2 separate regions of the Mus musculus genome follow, and region 1 is linked to region 2. A link is a contact called in public HiChIP or PLAC-seq data. All regions are on one chromosome and are shown on one strand. The core of a region is the stretch at or near the end of the contact, and the rest is flanking DNA. Distances in the headings are between cores, read along the strand shown. Region 1 overlaps Unc13c (unc-13 homolog C). Region 2 has its middle 18 kb from the start of Rsl24d1.

Region 1 (4,283 bases), core at 1,682-4,181, 820 kb after region 2:
GGAAAAGCCAGGGGCAGTGCATGTTCTTGTAGTTCCAAAGCTAAAGTGATGGAGAAAAGAGGACTCTCTTCCTGGGGCTTACTGGCCAGAAAGCCTAACAAAATTGCTGAGTTCTGGGTAAAAGGGAGAGATCATGTTTTAAACAACATGATTGAAACATTCAATGCTGAACTCTGACCTCTCCAGGCAGGTAGATACACACATGTGCATGCAGACTTGCATCCAAACACATCCACAAATGACATAAAATTCCCACCATACATGGACACTCACAGCTGTAATCCCAGCACTTGAGTGTATGACACATGAGATTCACAGTGATTTCAAAACAAATCCATGCTACACGGTGAAACTGTCTCATATCTAGTTCTTCTAAACATAAATATTAGTGACATATAAACATAGAGTGTCTATGTGACAGTAAAGTCTGTGGTGATTCAGAAAGTAGTGGACTCAAAGGTACTTCTAGTCTGGTGAGAAGGCAGAGTTGAGAAGAGGGAACCTTTAAAATATTCATCTGAAAGAGAAAGCTCTATGAACAGGGAGCGTTAGCCAAACTGATGCTCAGGTAGCTTTGTAAGTAGGGTCCTTGAAATACTACAGAGGAGAAAACCAGAGTATCTGAGGACAGGATGGCGAGCCAGCATTACCAATAGCCAATAAAGAGCCGCGGGGATTGAAGAGGAGGCAAAGCTTGGGTAAGTTAGGACAAAGCAGATGATGAATGAACAGGATAAAATCAAAGATCAAATGGCCCATTATTCTAAAATGTCTTCACAGGGTTGATGAAGGTTTATATTTGTTTAACAAATACTTTCATAAGAACTAGCAAAAGGATTATGTGTGCGATGTGACAAAGTCACAGGGATGACCATTGTGAGAGCACAGAATACTGTGCTGTGGCTGTCCCCATGTGTTACAGGTTGGCTTCCTTGAGTGATATGTAGTAGATGGTTATTCGGCCATGTAGTCTTGAATGCAATTATGAATTCCTTCATCTCTCTTTTTAAAAATAATTTATTTACTTAGTTATTTATTCATTCATCTATTCATTTACATTGTAAATGCTGCCTCCCTCCTGGTCTCCCCTTTTTGTAGAGTTTCTTCCCCTTCCCTTTTCCCCTCTGAGAGGGCAGCCCCATTGGCTCCCCACTCCCACCGCTGCATTCTCTGTAGAGATGTGCATAATCCTTCCTCTGTCTTTATCCCCTGTGTTTCTTTTTGTCCTCCTCACACAAAGTACCTTCTCATAGACAGAAACAAAGCCAGAGGGACAGCTGACATAGTCTAAAATAGCCCTAAGTTGTAAGCCAAAACAGATCTTTTCTCTTTATAAACTTAACTACTTGAATTGTTTGGTTATAGTAACAAAAAATTGGAGACCCCCACAGTATCACATGTTTAGGGAAGCTACTGGTTATTTTGTCTTTCTAAAAGAAGAATCATTACATAGACAGACACTAACATGACCAAACAGGAATAGGCCTGTAGGACTATGATGGTTAGTCTACTCACCAACTTCACATAACCAAGAATCCCCTGGTAGAGACTCTCTGAGGACTGTCTAAGTCAGGATGTCCTATGGGCAAGTCTGTGAGTTGTTGTCTTGATGGTTAATTGATTTAGGCAGATCTAACCACTGTGCACAGCACCCCTGCCTGAGCAGGAAATCTTGAATGTGTAAAAGTAGCCAATCCTAGCTAAGCACCAGACTTAACATGCATTGATTCTCCCCATACTCTTGAATGTGATATGACTCTGTGCCTTAGGCTCCTGCCTTGATTTCTCTGCAGTGATGGACTGTAACTTGGAATTTTATGCCCAATAAACCTTTTGTCCTCTAAAATTTTTGTCAGGGCATTTTAATCACAACAACAAAAATGAAATTAGGGCAATGAGCTATCCTAAACGAAGATTTGAAAGAAAACCGTACATTCACTTAACTACCACCCCGGGCTTCTGCACTTGGCTCTGGACATGGCTTCCTACTGCTCCACTTACCACGCAGTGTGTAACTCTGGATGCAGCCTGTTCTGTATTAAAAGTAAGAATTTTAAATTTTAATGAATGTTGCATAGCACAGATCTTAAAGGCTTGCATAATTACATTGTCCACTCCTGGCTTCTGCTTTAGACTATTAGATCCACTGCAATTCTCCTCACACAGAGGAAGTTCAGCTGATTCTAATTCTTGGATGAAAGCCAAATATTTATGCTTTAAAGCACTCAAGCAAAACTGGGTGTGCCGCTCATTACTAAAATTTAAATTAGTGTCACTACACAAAGTGGCAATTTCATCATTTTCCTAAATTACGGGATGCTTTTAGAGTAAATCCCAAAGGACGTTACTTCAAAGTGCCTAATAGCAAGACTTCCTTTAAAATTTTCAGTAAAGACACCAGATTCGCTATAAGATAGTTAATACAAGTTCCTAATGAAGAATTCAAGCATCCAATTCTGATGTTTGGAAATCAGCAGTACTCTTATTATAGACTACTCGAGTATACATGCAAAGTCTCTTCAATTCAAAACTGAAACAACACGTAGCATCAGCCAGTGTTTGCCTCAGTGATACCTGAGAATAACCACAGCAAACAGTGCACTGAGAGACCACAACCTGATAATTTTTAAACATGCAATATTTTCAAAGGCAAGTGAGACTGTCTTCTGAATAAATTCCTCTGGTTTTGAAAGAAGCATAAATAAGTGACAATCCCTGAGAATGGACACTTTCTGAACCCTGAGAAGTTAGTGTCAGCCTCTACCAACCTGTCTTCCAGAGTTCCTGCAAAGATACCTGGCATGACTGAGTTGGGTCACTTGAAGATTCCTTCAATATTGTTACTCCTTTCCCTGACTTTCCAGAGTGCTGGTTGGTCCCCAAGGGCTCACACTGAGTCACTCTCTGAGAATGCTGCTTCCTACTCTGGGTGTGTGGAGGAGGGTGGTCATTCTCTTTCCTTAGGCAGCCTAGAGGCAGTGACTAATAAGTGGGGGTTCATATTCCTGGTTCTTTTTCTTTAGTACAGGGAAAGTCCAAATATCAACACTTCCTGTGGGATTGTTAAGATCTCTGCTGCAAACATTCTGCAGCTCAGATTTTCATATATATAAGTCAAAAGATACACTGTGCTTATCTATTTCATGGTCTGTTTCCCAGGGAATCTAACTGTAGAAAGTTGGTACCAAGGGAGCACTGAAGAAATGGCTCTATATGAGACTATACACACACACACACACACACACACACACACGCACACGTGCATGCGCATATATATATATATATATATATATATATATATATATATATATGGATCTATCAACTGATGCTTTGCAAAAACAGGCCCTGTAGTATATCAGTGAGTCAAAATTACCATTCTTATAGCTATAAACTTCAAAGTTATATCAGTAGGAAGGAAGCAGCACACATAGTATCTTGAATATCTGAAAGTCTCAAGGGAAGAAATGATTGGCACTGTGAGATAGAATGACTATTGTTGGAATCTCTTGATACAGGGCAGAAAGACAATGATTAGCTAGAAGCAATTTCTTACTAATTAAAGGGTAATTCTAAAACTATCTATGTCACCAAACAAATAAATTCTCATTTCTTGTAGCAGATACTGGAAAAGCTAAGCACCCCGTAGAAGAATTTGTCGTTATGAAAGAGAAGACTTCAGGTAAGGTTTAATTCCCATCTTGAGCAGGTTGGCCATCCTACCATTGGGTTCTTAGTCATGGGAGAAAACATCTGTGTTAATTTATTTCAATTTCCTAGACTTGAGGGCAGCTGTAATTATAGAGAGTTCAGTCCAATTTAATAACTTTGACCTAGTTATTTCCTCTGAATTCTCTAAGATACAAAAGAATTCCATGTTACCATTCAGGGGTAGAAAACCCATTCTTCCTTGAAGGCAACACAGAAGCATCTTTATAGAGAGATATTTATTTTCTTTCCATCAAGAAGACTACCACAAATATTACCTTGAACGTGTACTCCAACAACTTGAGTAAAGTTTTAGCATAATTAGTCAACAATTCCCAGGGTCTGTTAACTGAGGCAATAGAGAACCTAAAGAAATTATTGAAAAAGAGAAGAACTAGATTCAGTTTTTTTTCAATGAATGATGATGGGTATGAGTATAAAAGGAAACAATTTAACTCTATATTGGCATATATTACTAAATTTATAGAAGCAAAAGAAATAATAGATGGTCAAGAACAGACTTGGACTACGGATATAGCTCAGTGGTAGGACACTTGCTTAGCATGTGTGATACTATA
Region 2 (4,119 bases), core at 483-2,982:
CTGGAAACAGACTCGTCATACGACACTGTCAGAAGTCCCTACGTTTATCTGCACAGAATTCAGAGTCACTTATTATGATGTCAGTATTTGGAAGACCTGTGGTCACTGCAGAAACTCTTGGTGATGATTCAGATTTTCTCTGATATTCAATGTGGCTTATCTTTCAGGGAAGAGAACCTTTCCGTTCTCTTTGAATAGAAGTCAGATTTCAGGAGGCTAGAGAGATGGCTTAGCAGTTAAGAGCACTGGCTATTCTTCCAGAGGATCCCAGCACTCACATGGCAGCTCACAACTGTCTGTAACCCCAGTTCCAGGGGACCTGACACCCTCACACAGACATATATGCAGGCAAAACACCAGTGTACATTATAAAAAAATAAAGTCCCATTTCAGACTAGAGAGATGGTTTGGAGATTATGAGGACTCTTCTAGAGGACTTGGTGGCTAAAAACCATCTGGAACTCTTGACCCTGAGTGCCAGGTATCCAGCACCTTCTGACTTCTTCAGGCACACACAAAACTGCAGGTAAAAATCATGTAGAGAAAATAAGTAAGTCTAAAAAAGCAGCCAAAGAAAGAAAGGAAGAATACAAATCACATTTCTTTGGCAGAGCCAGTAGGCAGGGCTGCTGGTGTGCTGTTTTCTAAGTAGGCCCATGGTCCTGTGTTTCAGACCTCTTCAGATGAACTCAGCTCATGGGCACGTTTATTGGAGTCCTCTAGTTGGTTACATCTAACATTCTCCCCACAATAAAGAGAACAATTCATCAGTAGATGGCTCGTTTCCAGGAGTGGGTGCTAGTTTATGATAACCTCATCTACAGTTAAATGACATTAAGGGGTGCCTGAGGAGACCTGGAATTGGCAGAACAAAGTACACTGCTTTGCATAACTACAGAGGAGCAAGGAGAAGGGACCTCAGGATTTCAGCTCTGCAAAGCTCACCGCAGGAGCACAGATGGGTCAGGAGATTTTGATAAGAAATGCCCGGAACAAATCCTGTCTAAGCACTGGCTCAATACCACAACTGCAGGACAAATCACTCAGCGCTAATCACTTTAGAGTGTCTCGGTCCATGTCTGTCTCCCACAGACAGCATCCTGGAGGCAGTCCTTGTCACGCTCCGTTTACCTTGAATCATTAGCTTGCTCAGAAAATCATTTCTCCCCAGACTTGTCTAGGTAGAAAGTTCAATATCAAGTGGCTGCCTCTCTAACCTCCCCTAAGCTGTTGCTTTTGCAGCGTGTGGCCTCCTGGGGTCGTTGAGCACCTCGGGGAAACGGGAAACAGCCGAGGCTGGCATTTGTCTGGAAACTGGTTTAAGAACCAAGCTGGCTGGTTTTGCGCCTTCAAAACTGACACTAAGGCTAAGCAAAGGTCCACAGGCAAAGGGCTTCCCAGTGTGCATTTGTTATCTGCTCCAGTGGGATGGTAGGGGAAGAAACCCACCTCACCCATTGTGTGGGAAGAAGGCACTTCCCAGATGGAACTGGAAAGATGAGGTGTGAACTGAGTCCGGGTGTGAGGTCCAGGGCTCAGTGCAGTTGTCAGATGTGTGTTTATTCACTGTCAACTCTTTGTATTGGGAAAGAGGTGAAGTGGGGTCCTGAACTCACACCTCTCTTATTCGATACCTGCGGTGAAGATTGTCTTCTTTAACACCAGGAAGAGGAGACTGACTGGTGTAGGGAGAGGTGACTCATACCCCTTGAACAATCATTGTGATTGCGGAATGGAATGTCTATATTACTCATGTTCTTGGAGGAAAGGGGAGGGGAGACTATGGTTTACATCTATGGGAGCGGGGCTAGAAGACAGTTCAGTAGCTAAAGACTAAATATCCCTGCTCTTAGCTGGGGAGGCCACTGTTTCTGCATAGGACCTGAGGTCCATTCCCTGCACCCACATTGGGTGGCTCACATCCACCTGTAACTCCTGTCTCAGGGGTCTCATGCCCTCTTCTGGCCTCCAGGAACACACACATACACACACACACACACACCCCAACATTATCTTTAAACTTATGGGAACCATGTGGTGAAATGTTCCCCAGAAAATGGAATGGACACAGCAGGATGGGCAAACGGAACAAGCAGTTGTCACTGGAGAGATCAGGGCCAAATATCCTACCCAAAGATCTGATTGGTTAAAGTTCTAAGTGGACCTGAGAAACTGTAGTAAGCTTTTGGGCTCATTCCTCAGCAGAGGGGAGCTATGCTAAGTCTATGTTAAGCTAGACAGATGGCTCTGCAGTTAAGGCACCTTGTTGCTCTTTCAGAGGACCTGGCTTCGCGATTCCCAGCACTCACGTGGTGCTTCACAACTGTCTGAAACTCCAGTTCTAGGGCAACCAATGCCCTTTTCTGGCCTCCATGCCCACCAGGACCACACATGGTGCATGGACATATGCAGACAAACACCCTTACACATAATTTAAAAGTGAACGTCCCCACTAGTAGCCAACACAACTGACTGCAGGTGCTCAGGTTACAGAAAGGTTGAGCTGAAACTTCTCCCTCTGGAGACCTGCCTGTCCACTTTCTCTGTGTGAATCTTAGGGTTTGATCAAGTTACAGGCTCTGGGACCGGAGTAGCCTGTGCTTGTGTCTCACTTAACCACAGACAGGTTCTATATGAGCTGACCTTGCTTGCTTGCTTTCACACCTTCTGGTAAATTGTTGGGAAGATCAGCTGAGCATGCCTGACCATTCCTACACAACACTCGACACTCGAGCCTTTCATGAGGCTGTTCATTCTGTTGAGTTCCAATCACTTCAGTCACATTCCTACAGTGTGGGATCCGGGGTGGGGGTGTTCATCTCGAGAGTCCTCAAAGAGCCAAGCATGCCATCAGTATCCATTAAAGAATTATGGATTAGGGACTGTAGAGGTTGCCCAGTGGGCGAGAGTGCTAGCTGCACTTCCAAGGGACCTACCGATATTCAGTCTCTAGTGCCCACCTAGAGTGGTAACTCCAGCGCAGATGATCTGACTCCCTCCCTCTTCTGGACTCTGCATGTGTGCATGCGTGTGTGTGTGTGTGTGTGTGTGTGTGTGTGTGTGTGTATACACCACAGCTCACTGATATGCCACAAATGGATAGCATGAATGCCAGTGTACATCTCTCCTTCTCTCCTCTCTCTCTCTCTCTCTCTCTCTCTCTCTCTCTCTCTCTCTCTCACACACACACACACACACACAAATTGTTGACTGGTGAGTGAAAGGCAAACATTGCTTATTTTGTTTGAAACTCTCACTGCTCTAGAGGCGGTGGGACCTGGGAGAAACGGGCAGATAAGTGGGGCAGACTAAAGTCTCACACACTGGACAAACTTTCTTTAGAGCATCAGACAATTTATACTCTGAGGGTTAAGCGCAGTAACCTGAGTAAAGTTCTCATGAGTTCAGGCTGTGTACAATCCCAAAGACAAGCTACATGGGGCAAAACCACATTTTTCCATAGAGGCATAAACATTTGAATAACCGCAGCAAACAATTTTGAGCAATCAGAAGCAAACTCACTCTTACCTATCTGCTTACACCTGGGAGTGGCGTAAAACATTCCAAGAACGATCGTGTATTTCGAGGAAATGGGTCATGAGACTTGTTCTGGAGTTTTCTTACAGGCGCTCGGAATTCTCACACAACTCCACGTTCCCACAGAAACGATTCTCAAGAGATTCCAGGATGAAACGCTGCTTGGGTTGATGGCTCGAGGGCAGGAACGAGTAATTCTTGGAACAGAAGATGGCTTCTTGGTGTTTCGCCCTCAGCTCTCTGGGCTGTGAGCCTCTGACTGCCTGGAAGTCTTTTCAGGCTGTGAGCTTTGAGCAAAGACTGTGTGGACGTGTGGTACTTGTCACAGCTTATCCTGATACGTTGTAAAATATTTGCTCTTTTCTTGTAAACTGGGAAGACCAGAGAAAGTTTTTCTCACAGATGTCTCCAGAAACCCAATCCCAAGGACAAGAAGGGCTGGGGATGGAGAAGCTGACCTGGCCTGGGCTCATCTGTGAGCATGGAAGAGCAGTGTGGTGATACGTGCTAAGGATTGTCCTGAGACTTTAATGAGGAGGAAGTCACCATGGCAAACAATTACTCAAGAAACAGGCTGTTCTT

Evidence for each region. HiChIP or PLAC-seq counts read pairs in DNA pulled down with a chosen protein or histone mark.
Region 1: a contact with region 2 is called in a FOXA1 HiChIP or PLAC-seq map of pancreatic cancer cells. The contact joins two enhancer-like sites. A contact is called at or near these places in 8 of 115 datasets of contacts at active chromatin or transcription factors (acute myeloid leukemia, craniofacial prominence, embryonic basal ganglia and 5 more).

What each region holds. Positions count from the first base shown.
Region 1 is chr9:73,949,605-73,953,887 of GRCm38.p6, forward strand. The region is part of intron 1 of Unc13c (unc-13 homolog C); the gene reads right to left. Among named protein-coding and RNA genes, the nearest start is that of Unc13c, 17 kb to the right of the region's middle. Within about 2 kb of position 2,932, at least 24 of the 459 cell types and tissues checked have an H3K27ac peak or open chromatin away from gene starts, as enhancers often do. A contact at or near this core is called in pancreatic cancer cells, where this site is marked.
Region 2 is chr9:73,129,004-73,133,122 of GRCm38.p6, forward strand. No RefSeq gene overlaps it. Among named protein-coding and RNA genes, the nearest start is that of Rsl24d1, 18 kb to the left of the region's middle. Within about 2 kb of position 1,733, at least 31 of the 459 cell types and tissues checked have an H3K27ac peak or open chromatin away from gene starts, as enhancers often do. A contact at or near this core is called in pancreatic cancer cells, where this site is marked.